Linked DNA regions of Mus musculus: region 1 is linked to region 2. A link is a contact called in public promoter capture Hi-C data. All regions are on one chromosome and are shown on one strand. Each heading gives the region's core, a stretch centred on a gene start, on an enhancer-like site or on the middle of the called end of the contact. The rest is flanking DNA. Distances are from core to core; before and after follow the strand shown.

What was found. Promoter capture Hi-C pulls out the DNA fragments that hold promoters and counts their contacts.
Region 1: a contact with region 2 is called in a promoter capture Hi-C map of hippocampal neurons, with 2.5 times the contacts expected there. The contact joins the promoter of Slc13a1 here to the promoter of Cadps2 in region 2. A contact is called at or near these places in 8 of 39 promoter capture datasets (the 3T3-L1 cell line, cranial neural crest, frontonasal cranial neural crest and 4 more) and 1 of 484 Hi-C or Micro-C datasets (brain).

The regions. Positions count from the first base shown.
Region 1 is chr6:24,166,645-24,171,368 of GRCm38.p6, reverse strand. It overlaps Slc13a1 (solute carrier family 13 (sodium/sulfate symporters), member 1), which reads left to right and starts at 3,277. Exons shown (of 15, transcript NM_019481.2): 1 at 3,277-3,403. The coding sequence starts at 3,305.
Region 2 is chr6:23,837,182-23,841,463 of GRCm38.p6, reverse strand. Cadps2 (Ca2+-dependent activator protein for secretion 2) reads left to right here and starts at 2,043. Exons shown (of 30, transcript NM_153163.4): 1 at 2,043-2,674. The coding sequence starts at 2,327.

The sequences.
Region 1 (4,724 bases), core at 2,028-4,527, 330 kb before region 2:
TTGGAAAGTAATGGATCAGGTACGCGAGCACAGATTAGACTTATCTCTATAGAGGAGCAGTTTGTAGACGAATCAATAAGATCAAATTTCAACATGGGGTGGGATTGAAGGAAAGAAGAAATGTATATTCTTAAAAGGAAAGGCTTGAAGAAAAGCACAAATCAGACAATGCATATATCATAAGAAAAGAACAAAGAGAAAAACTTGCTTGTACTCTGTTCCCACTGATTGTCTGAAGAAACCAAGTGTGATAGGTAACTGAACTGTCTTACAATAGGTAAGGGACCCCTCTTCTATCTGTGCTCAAACATTTCGTGCCATTTATGCTACCCATAATGCCCAAGAGTAAATGAAAAACATATGATCCCGAAGCTCACCAAAGCACATGCAAGGTCTTTGTGTGCCACTGGGTTGAATAAGTAGTCAATATTGTAGATAGATGGCATCATGAAAAGGAAGAATAGAGTCAGAAAGAGATGGATTCAAGTCATCACTCTGTCAGTTGATTTCTGGCACATTTAAACTCACCTCTTTGAATCTGAGTTTTCACAAAACATAAATAGTGGAAGCAAATACAATACAAAAGTTCATGTCTTGTATTTGTGTGTGTTCATGTTACTGGAGACTGAGCCTGGAGACCCATGATTGTTAGGCAAGGACTCTACTGCTGAGTTATTATCCACCCTCTTTATGTTTTTTAATACTGAGACAGGGTCTCACTAAATTGTCTTAAGCTCACTCTGTAGTTCAGAATGTCCTTGACTTAAAATCCTCCTGCTTGAGCATCTCAAGTTGCTGTGCTACATGCCTGGACTATATTAGGTTTTGAAAATTAAATGGGGTAGAGACTGTAAAATCCCTAGTGCACAGTAGAAGATGGTGTGCAAGGCAACAGCATTAGTAATTTTTAAAAAAAAAATTTGAACAAAATGAGTTTTAAATTAACTGACAATCGCCTGTTGTTACAACTTATTTCATATCTAGCACAATTATACATTAAAGCAACTACAGCATGCCACAAGACGTTTAGTTTCTCTGCATAAGAAAGTTAAAATTCGACCCAGTGAACTAACCTGTCTTTGCCTTGAAACTGGCTAACAACAGGGTGCAATTTGCAGAGTGTCTTGAGGTATGTTCTCTAGAAGCTCCAAATAGCTTGGCGTTTCATTCCCTGGTGAGTCCTGAGTGACATTTATCGCCTACTAATCCTAATTACTTTGTCAGATCTCTTCTCTCTCTGACAGCAAGAGAGTATGGCTGAAGTTAGGAGAATGGCTGTGTGGCTGAGGGTGGGCATTTTGGAATTATGGGATGAAACTTCTTGTGCAGGCGCCCACAGAAGACAGGTCCAGCTGTAGTTCCAGGTCACAGAATGAGGGTCCTGAGGACCTTCCTATGGGGAGAAACGGTCGCCATAAGAGAGCAGAGGCATGGGCAAGCATCAAGTGCTCTTGTTTGGCTTCTGTCTGACATGTCACCTACCTGACACTATGCATAGGTCTTCACTTCTGTTAAGTGGCACATAAATGCCTTTCCATTTTTTGATATCATTTCACAAAGTGATGTCCTCCGAGATGAGAAAGTGAAGTTCAAATGGTCACAGCAGGCGGCCTAAGAAAATCCGAGAGCTAAAGTGTTTCCTTCAAAAACTAGAAAAAAAGGAAGAGCACGTGATGAACTATTCAGGGTATTATTGGGGAAAAATAAGAATAATTCTGAGCAGCTCAGTTCCTTTAATCTCTTCTTAATAGTCTTTATTATTGCTGCTTTGTGGGTAGTCATTATTATATTTCTATTGTTATTCAGATGGCAATCACCCTTTCTTTCATCTGTGAATTTGTTTTATGTAATGAACCATTATTATTCAGAAACTCTTTTCTATTTACCTCTCTTGTTTTCCTGAATCACTGTGTATAAGTTGCCTGGAAATTTATCATTTTAAAGGGGAAAATACTTATTCACACTAACTCAGGGGCTATTATTGAAAGGAATAGTTTTCCTTGGCACAAAAATAAAGCAGAGTCAACACTAATATGGAATTAGAAGTCACATCTAAATGATAACCATATGTTATATAATAGTGAAGTCTGTGTCAAGAGGAATTTACTATAAAGTTCAGGAGCTCTGGTGGGGTGCTTTGTTAACACCTAAGGATGAGTTCAAAGTTGCTAACTTGAGCTTTTGTGGGCAATTCATATTTTACAACACACAAGACAATCCCTAGCCACACCTTCTCTATATTGTAACATTTTTCATCTTTACCTACATACACACATGATGGCTCTCATGCAAGCACACATGCACACACAGCCCTCGAGTGACCTTCCTGATTTATCTCTGTACAATTCCCTTGATAATTATGTAACTAATATCAGTACAATAATATCATTTCAAATGCATAAAGTTCCTAAAGGAGAATGTTTATATAAGGTTCACTTTTTGTTTCCTACCAAGAAAAGGTATTAAGATCTCTAAAAGACACAATGTACTTTGCTTTTAAAGTAAAAGGAAAAATTGCCATCAATTTTTCAGAATGCTGACTCAAGTCCACAACCCAAGAAGCCCCAGGAAAAGCCATCAGTATCAAACATCCTCTTTTATCCACTCCCCTGCACTGAAATCCATGCACTTGGAGCTGCTATTACACCTTAGACAGTGAAGTATACTTTCTTAGATAGGACTCTGGACACAGTCTGTGCTGAAATACTGGGGGTATCACAATAGTGCTGACAATTTCAGCTAGAAGAAGCCAGGGTTCATCAAAAGGGGCAGAGGGGATTAAGTGTGAACAAAGTCAGTTAATTTCATTCATGATCTGATCTTACCTTCTCCTGGTCTTTCAAGGCTATAGCCCAATTATTGTGCACCAAGAAAGAAAGATAGAAAGAGAAAGAGAGGAAGAGAGGAAGAAAGAAAAAGAGAGAGAGAGAAAGAAAGAAAGAAAGAAAGAAAGAAAGAAAGGAAGGAAGGAAGGAAGGAAGGAAGGAAGGAAGAGAAAACGGAGGAACAGGAGAGAGAGAGAGAGAGAGAGAGAGAGAGAGAGAGAGAGAAAGAGAGAGAATCTGTATTACTTTTTATAAATCACATAAGCAAATGGTCTTTGAGTCCTTAAGTACTCTTGGGCTTATCTCTTTCTTTAAATTGTGATAGTAAAACAATAAAACTGAGATTTAATTTTAACTAACATTGGTCTGTCTGAGGCGGTAAGTAAAGATGGTGAGGTAGAGAAATATTAATCCAGGCTGGTTATTTAACATCTGCCTGAGTGTGAGGAGGATACTGTTGAAGGCACCTGCTCAGGACAATGAAGCTCCTCAATTATGCTTTGGTCTATCGCCGCTTTCTCCTTGTGGTTTTCACTATTTTGGTTTTCTTGCCACTCCCTCTCATCATCCGCACCAAGGTAAGCAAGCTTGGAGCACACACAGGCACATGGCTTGGGCTGTGCCATGGGTTGTCCTTCGATGTTGATCATGGTCTGGCTCAAAGTTGAAGGAATGGTAATACTTTCTGCTTGTTTATACATTGTACTTGCCTGTTTTCTTCATTTTTAATGGTTGGTATTATTTTCATCTGGTCATTATTAAGTGGAATAACTAGACATAATAATCAATGAGATTTGTTCTCCACCTATCAACTAGATGAAAGAAAGAACAAAAGAAACATAACCCTTTAGATCTCTCAAGTTCTCAGCCTCCAGGGAGCATCATGGGTAACGATCTCTTCCCCCAGGAATAAGCAATTATATATTTCTATATAAAGGACTCGCAGGGATACCCAGCTTTGTGACATTGTGATATGATGTTGTTGTCAGCTACAAATATGTTGTGTTGTAGTCATTGTTATTCTAGGATGCAGGAGCCCCAAGGGCTTGCAGGTTACACAGCCCTAGACAGAACAATTGGCAAAGTAAGGTCTAGAGATACTTACAGAGCTGTCAGCTCTGTGGCTTAGAGTCAGCCACAAAACTTCCCAGAAATTTAATTTCCTTCTGGAACAGAGACATCAAAGTTGTGAAGTTATGTTCCAGGTTAATCAGAAAATGTAGTAAGTCATCGCTTTGCTCACTTCAGATTTTCGTGTACATATGTTGGCATACTTACAAATATCTTTCAGTTTCCTTTTGAAAAGAATCAGTCTATTAAGCCCAGACTATTAAGCTCAGTGAATTTTCCACGTTTTGGTGATGTGGTCTGAACAAGCAAACACTCAGTGAGCGCCTTTGTATTAGGACTGTAGAAGTGTGAGCTGGTGATAGCAGAACAGGTGCTAGAGACAGGCTCCCTGCTTGAGATGCCATAGTTAGCATTTGCAAGCTGTGTGACCTGAGCAACTTACGTAACCTTCCTGTACTTCTGCTTTCTCAGAAGAGCGGGATCATGGCAGGCTTGTTGTGAGCACTAGATGAGTCATTACTCACCAAACAGAGCGGGGTTTTCCTAGTCTCCCTTCATGTGCTGCCTATACAGCTAGGGGAATTCTTACCCTCCCTAGGCGTGCAGTCCCTCCACTCAGTAGAAGAGAACCCAGCTGATGCTCTTTAGCCATTAGTACTGTTGTATTAATAAAATAGAATAATTACGGTACATTGGGTACCCTAGCTTCCCGCAGAAGTCTTAGCCACCTAACTGGAAAATCCCTGAAGGAAATTCACGTGCAGTAATAGAATGCTCAGCCAGATTTCATCTTACTGTAGCTTTCTGCACTTGATTCCCACCCAGGAG
Region 2 (4,282 bases), core at 794-3,293:
AAGCTTGGGGATCTTCGAGTTCTAATAATTTTTCACAGGAAAAAAATAAGCATCAAATGGAGAGAAAGTACTCAGCTGTCACACCAAGTAATAGTAGTAGTGACTAATAAAACTGAAAGATACTCTGGAAAGAAAGTAAAGAAAGGAACGACTGATTAAACCAGCACTCTTATGCCTTTCAGAATTGTATCCCCAGCTTAATCAACACTACATTTTAATGTACTGATTTACAATCAAGAGAAATTACAACAGAAAAGACTGCTCCTAGAAATGAGAGCCCATGGGGAGTCCATCAGGGGCTGGTGCTGTAGCCTCAGGTTCCATATGTGTACTGTAGAACTGAAAATAAATAGTGGAGGTAATGCTTGTAGAGTTTAGAGCAAAATCTGGTACAAAGGGCAATCATCAGAATAGTGCCACCTAACCAGGCAGTTGTGGCGCATGCCTTTAACCCCAGCACTTGGGAGGCAGGGGCAGGCAGATTTCTGGGTTCAAGGCCAGCCTGGTCTACAGAGTGAGTTCCAGGACAGCCAGGGCTATACAGAGAAACCCTGTCTCGAAAATCTCCCTCCTCCAAAAATAAAATATAAAAAAAAATAGTGTCGTTAATAATGTCACCTATCTGCCTTAGGAGGTTACTTTGATAATCACTTTGGATAAATACTCTCACAGAGTTTTGCAAAAAGTCTTCAAATACATCAATTTTAATATATGTACACACACACACACACACACACACACACACACACACACATATATATATATTTTTTCCTTACCATTGACCATCAGCTAGTAGGCATGAAACATTTTTTATTACTAAGGGACCAAAATCAAGGATTAACTAATGGAGAAGGCTCCCTAGGAGTAAATGCCCTCTTTTTTCTCCATTGAGGGACAGCATCAGTAGATGCAGAAGGAAAGTGTTTTTGTGTATCTAACCACCAAATGGCCTGGAAAAGTTTAAACTGCGGCTTGGCCCTGGGACAGAGAAGCTCAGGGCTGGTGGGTGCTTAATTTGTCCTGTTAATTCCCTGGAGATCTGCATCCTCCTTGCTGGAATGCCACCGCACACTGTTCCATGTGTTGAATGCCTGTTTTGTGCATTTCCCCTTCTGTCTGAGCTCAGGACAGAAGTTACAGAATGGCAAAAGAAACTGCGAGGCAGTTCTAGCATCGAGAAAATCGGCGCAGATAATTCAGCCTTCAGGTGCCGCTATGAGACGCCCACTTGAGGCCAGGAAAGAGAGCGACTTTGTGTTGTGTGCCCTCGCTTGTGCCTCTGTCATAAGCTAACAATGCTGGACACCGGCCTTCTCTCGGGTGTTTGTTGAATGTCTGTCCACCCAAAACAACCTGTTTTGTTTGAGTCAGTTCTATCTCAACATAGGAAACAACTGAGCTGTGTTTGTCAGAGTTTCATTTTTCAAACGTAAAATCTAATTTGCTCGCGGGTTTGCCGGAAACAACAGGAATACCTACCAGTTTAAAAGACCCCACCCCACCCCGGACCGGACCGGCCGCTGCGCCAACTTTTCTTTTAATGCCCGTGCTGTGACGATTACAATTTGGACTTCTTGGAGAGTGTCCCACTGCAACGAAGGGAGAGAGACTTTTTTCAAGTCTCCTAGAAAGAATAATACTTCGAGGGGAAGGCAGCCGGTCCCACTTTTCAGCACTCAGGTTTCACAAATCAGGTCCCAGCACTGTCCGGAGCTCTCTCTTGGAGACTGTGTTTGTTCCCCGTCCCTATCCCGCCGCCACCCCTACAGAAAGCCTGCAGGACTACTGGGTGCATGGTGGCCCGGGGTCGTCTGTGCTCGTCTGGGCTCGGCATCACCCGCCCTCTGCAAACTGCGCGCTCCGGGGCGCCCGGCACACCCGCCGCCCGGTCCAGGCGGTGGCGGGCGCGGCGGCGCGCGCACGCGCACTTCGCGTCCCCGCGTCCGCTCCTCGACATTCCGTTCCACGTGTTGCTCGGGAGGCGCCACAGGTTCCTCACCTGCGCGGGCGGCGGGGGTCGGCGGCGGGGCTGGGCGCGCGCGCGGGCTGGACGCCCGAGGCTGGGCGCGCGGTCCCCGGGCGCCCCGAGCGCCCCCGCGCTAACTCCGCCTCTCGCCTCCCGCCGCTCCGCTCGCCCGCCCCGCGTCCTGGCCGCGGCAAACACTCGGGCGCCGAACTCGACGTGTCCGGAAAGCCCGGGCCACTTTCCCTTTCGTTCTGCGGCCGCGGCGCACCGACCTAGGTTCCCGCGGACCCGCGGGGACAGCTGCGCTCGGCGAGAAGCCCCAGGGATCGCGGGCCAAGCCCAGGCGTCCCAGCCAGCACCATGCTCGACCCGTCTTCCAGCGAGGAGGAGTCGGACGAGGGGCTGGAGGAGGAGAGCCGCGAGGTGTTGGTGGCGCCGGGCGTCTCCCAGCGAGCGCCGCCGGCCGCGGCTCGGGAAGGGCGGCGGGACGCGCCGGGACGCTCCGGTGGTGGCAGCGGCGGCGGAGCGGCCAGACCCGTGAGCCCGAGCCCCTCGGTACTCAGCGAGGGGCGAAATGAGCCCGAGCTGCAGCTGGACGAGGAGCAGGAGCGGCGCATCCGCCTGCAGCTCTACGTCTTCGTGGTGAGGTGCATCGCGTACCCATTCAACGCCAAGCAGCCCACCGACATGGCCCGGAGGCAGCAGAAGGTGAGTGGCGGCGGGACTGGGAGCCTCCCGCGGCCACTTACCCCTCTCATCCTCCCGCCCCCGGGGGCTTTCTCCTGGGAGAGTTCAGGGCACCTGCTGCCGTCCTTCTGCGAAGGGCTGGACACTATTTTAGTAGGTCTTTGAGGGGTGTCTGGGACAGGTTGGAGTGCTTAGGTCTTTAACCCCAGCCGGAGCTAACCAGAGCTGGCCTGAACTGGCAGGAGCTGGCAGCTGCACCTCACCATCCCCAAGACATGGACTGATCAGCTGATCCCACCTTGCAGGTCCTGCAGTAATTAAACCTGGGCAGATTAGGTTGGGACAGGGTTAGAATACAACTCGCAACAACTTTAATTTGGGCTGCTGTGGGGTGTATGAGCTGGGCTTTGCCCTTAAGACAGACTGAGTGTGTAGCTAGATGAAGCAGGTGGAACACGGATACTTTCCCATAACAGAGAAATCTCCACTAGGGCAAGGGACTAGACATTTTCTTGGTGAATTAAAAGCAAAGTTATATTGCTAAGTTTTCTGTGTGGCTAAACAATCAGGGCATGACATGCAAACAGCGAGGAAGCTATGCATCCAGAGAGGCTATGAGTAATTCTAGGCCATGGCAGGCTTAATGAAGTCCACTGTTAATGACAGGTGAAGGACTAGCTAATGCTTTGCTTATGGCTCCTTCCCTAAAGATTTACAGAAGTTCTGTCAGATAAAATGTCTCCCTTAGTTGTTTTAAAACGGGACCCCAGAAATCTGATATTCTGTACCATACACAAAAGGAACAACTTCAATCACCTTAATTGGGTAAATGTGTAGAATAGAAACCCTTAATAGTCAGGGAAACCCTTTAGTGGAATAAATACTGAGCCTGAAATGCTCTGAAGAAATCTGTAACAGTCCCTTCCGCTTGTGGCGCGGGTGGGGATTGCCCAGAGCATACCTACATATACAGTCCTTCATCACTGTCCTGAAATAGTAACTCCTGCATGTGAGACCTTTCTTTTAGAAATTTGGCAACCTTTTGAATTGACTTTTAAAATAAAACTGTAGACCAGAGGAAGCAGTTTCCCATCATGCATCCTACCAAAACCGTCCTATTCACGTTTGTTCGTTCAATATTTCATCTTTTTTTTAAAGTCCGACATGTAAAAAAGCTGTGCGTAGCTACTGAATGCAACATCTTGAGTTTAGGGAGAGGTGGACAACTGTGAGTTTGCCTGAGGTGAACGATACTGTATAAAAATTTCCAAGAGGATAGCTCTTAAGTGTTCTTCCCAACTTCACAAAATCAGAGCCAACTGAGCAGCTATTCTGGAACGATCATTCTCTTGAGTGGTTTGGGGACATTTCTTTACTACTGAAGGCTAATCACAGAAGCTCCTCAGGTAGCCCAGCCTTCTAGCTCATAGGACAGTGGGCAGATAGAGACCTAACTAGCTCTAGGCAGTCTCCTCTTGCTATCGGAGAGAAGTGGGTCAGGGTAGCATTTCCCAGTAAGAGCCACTTGGCATGGCTGAAGTTGCAACCCTTCAGGTGAAGGGTGAGTCTCTTGGGGTGTATGGTGAGCCTGGGATTCCACTCCTACCCAGGGCCATCCATCCGTATGTG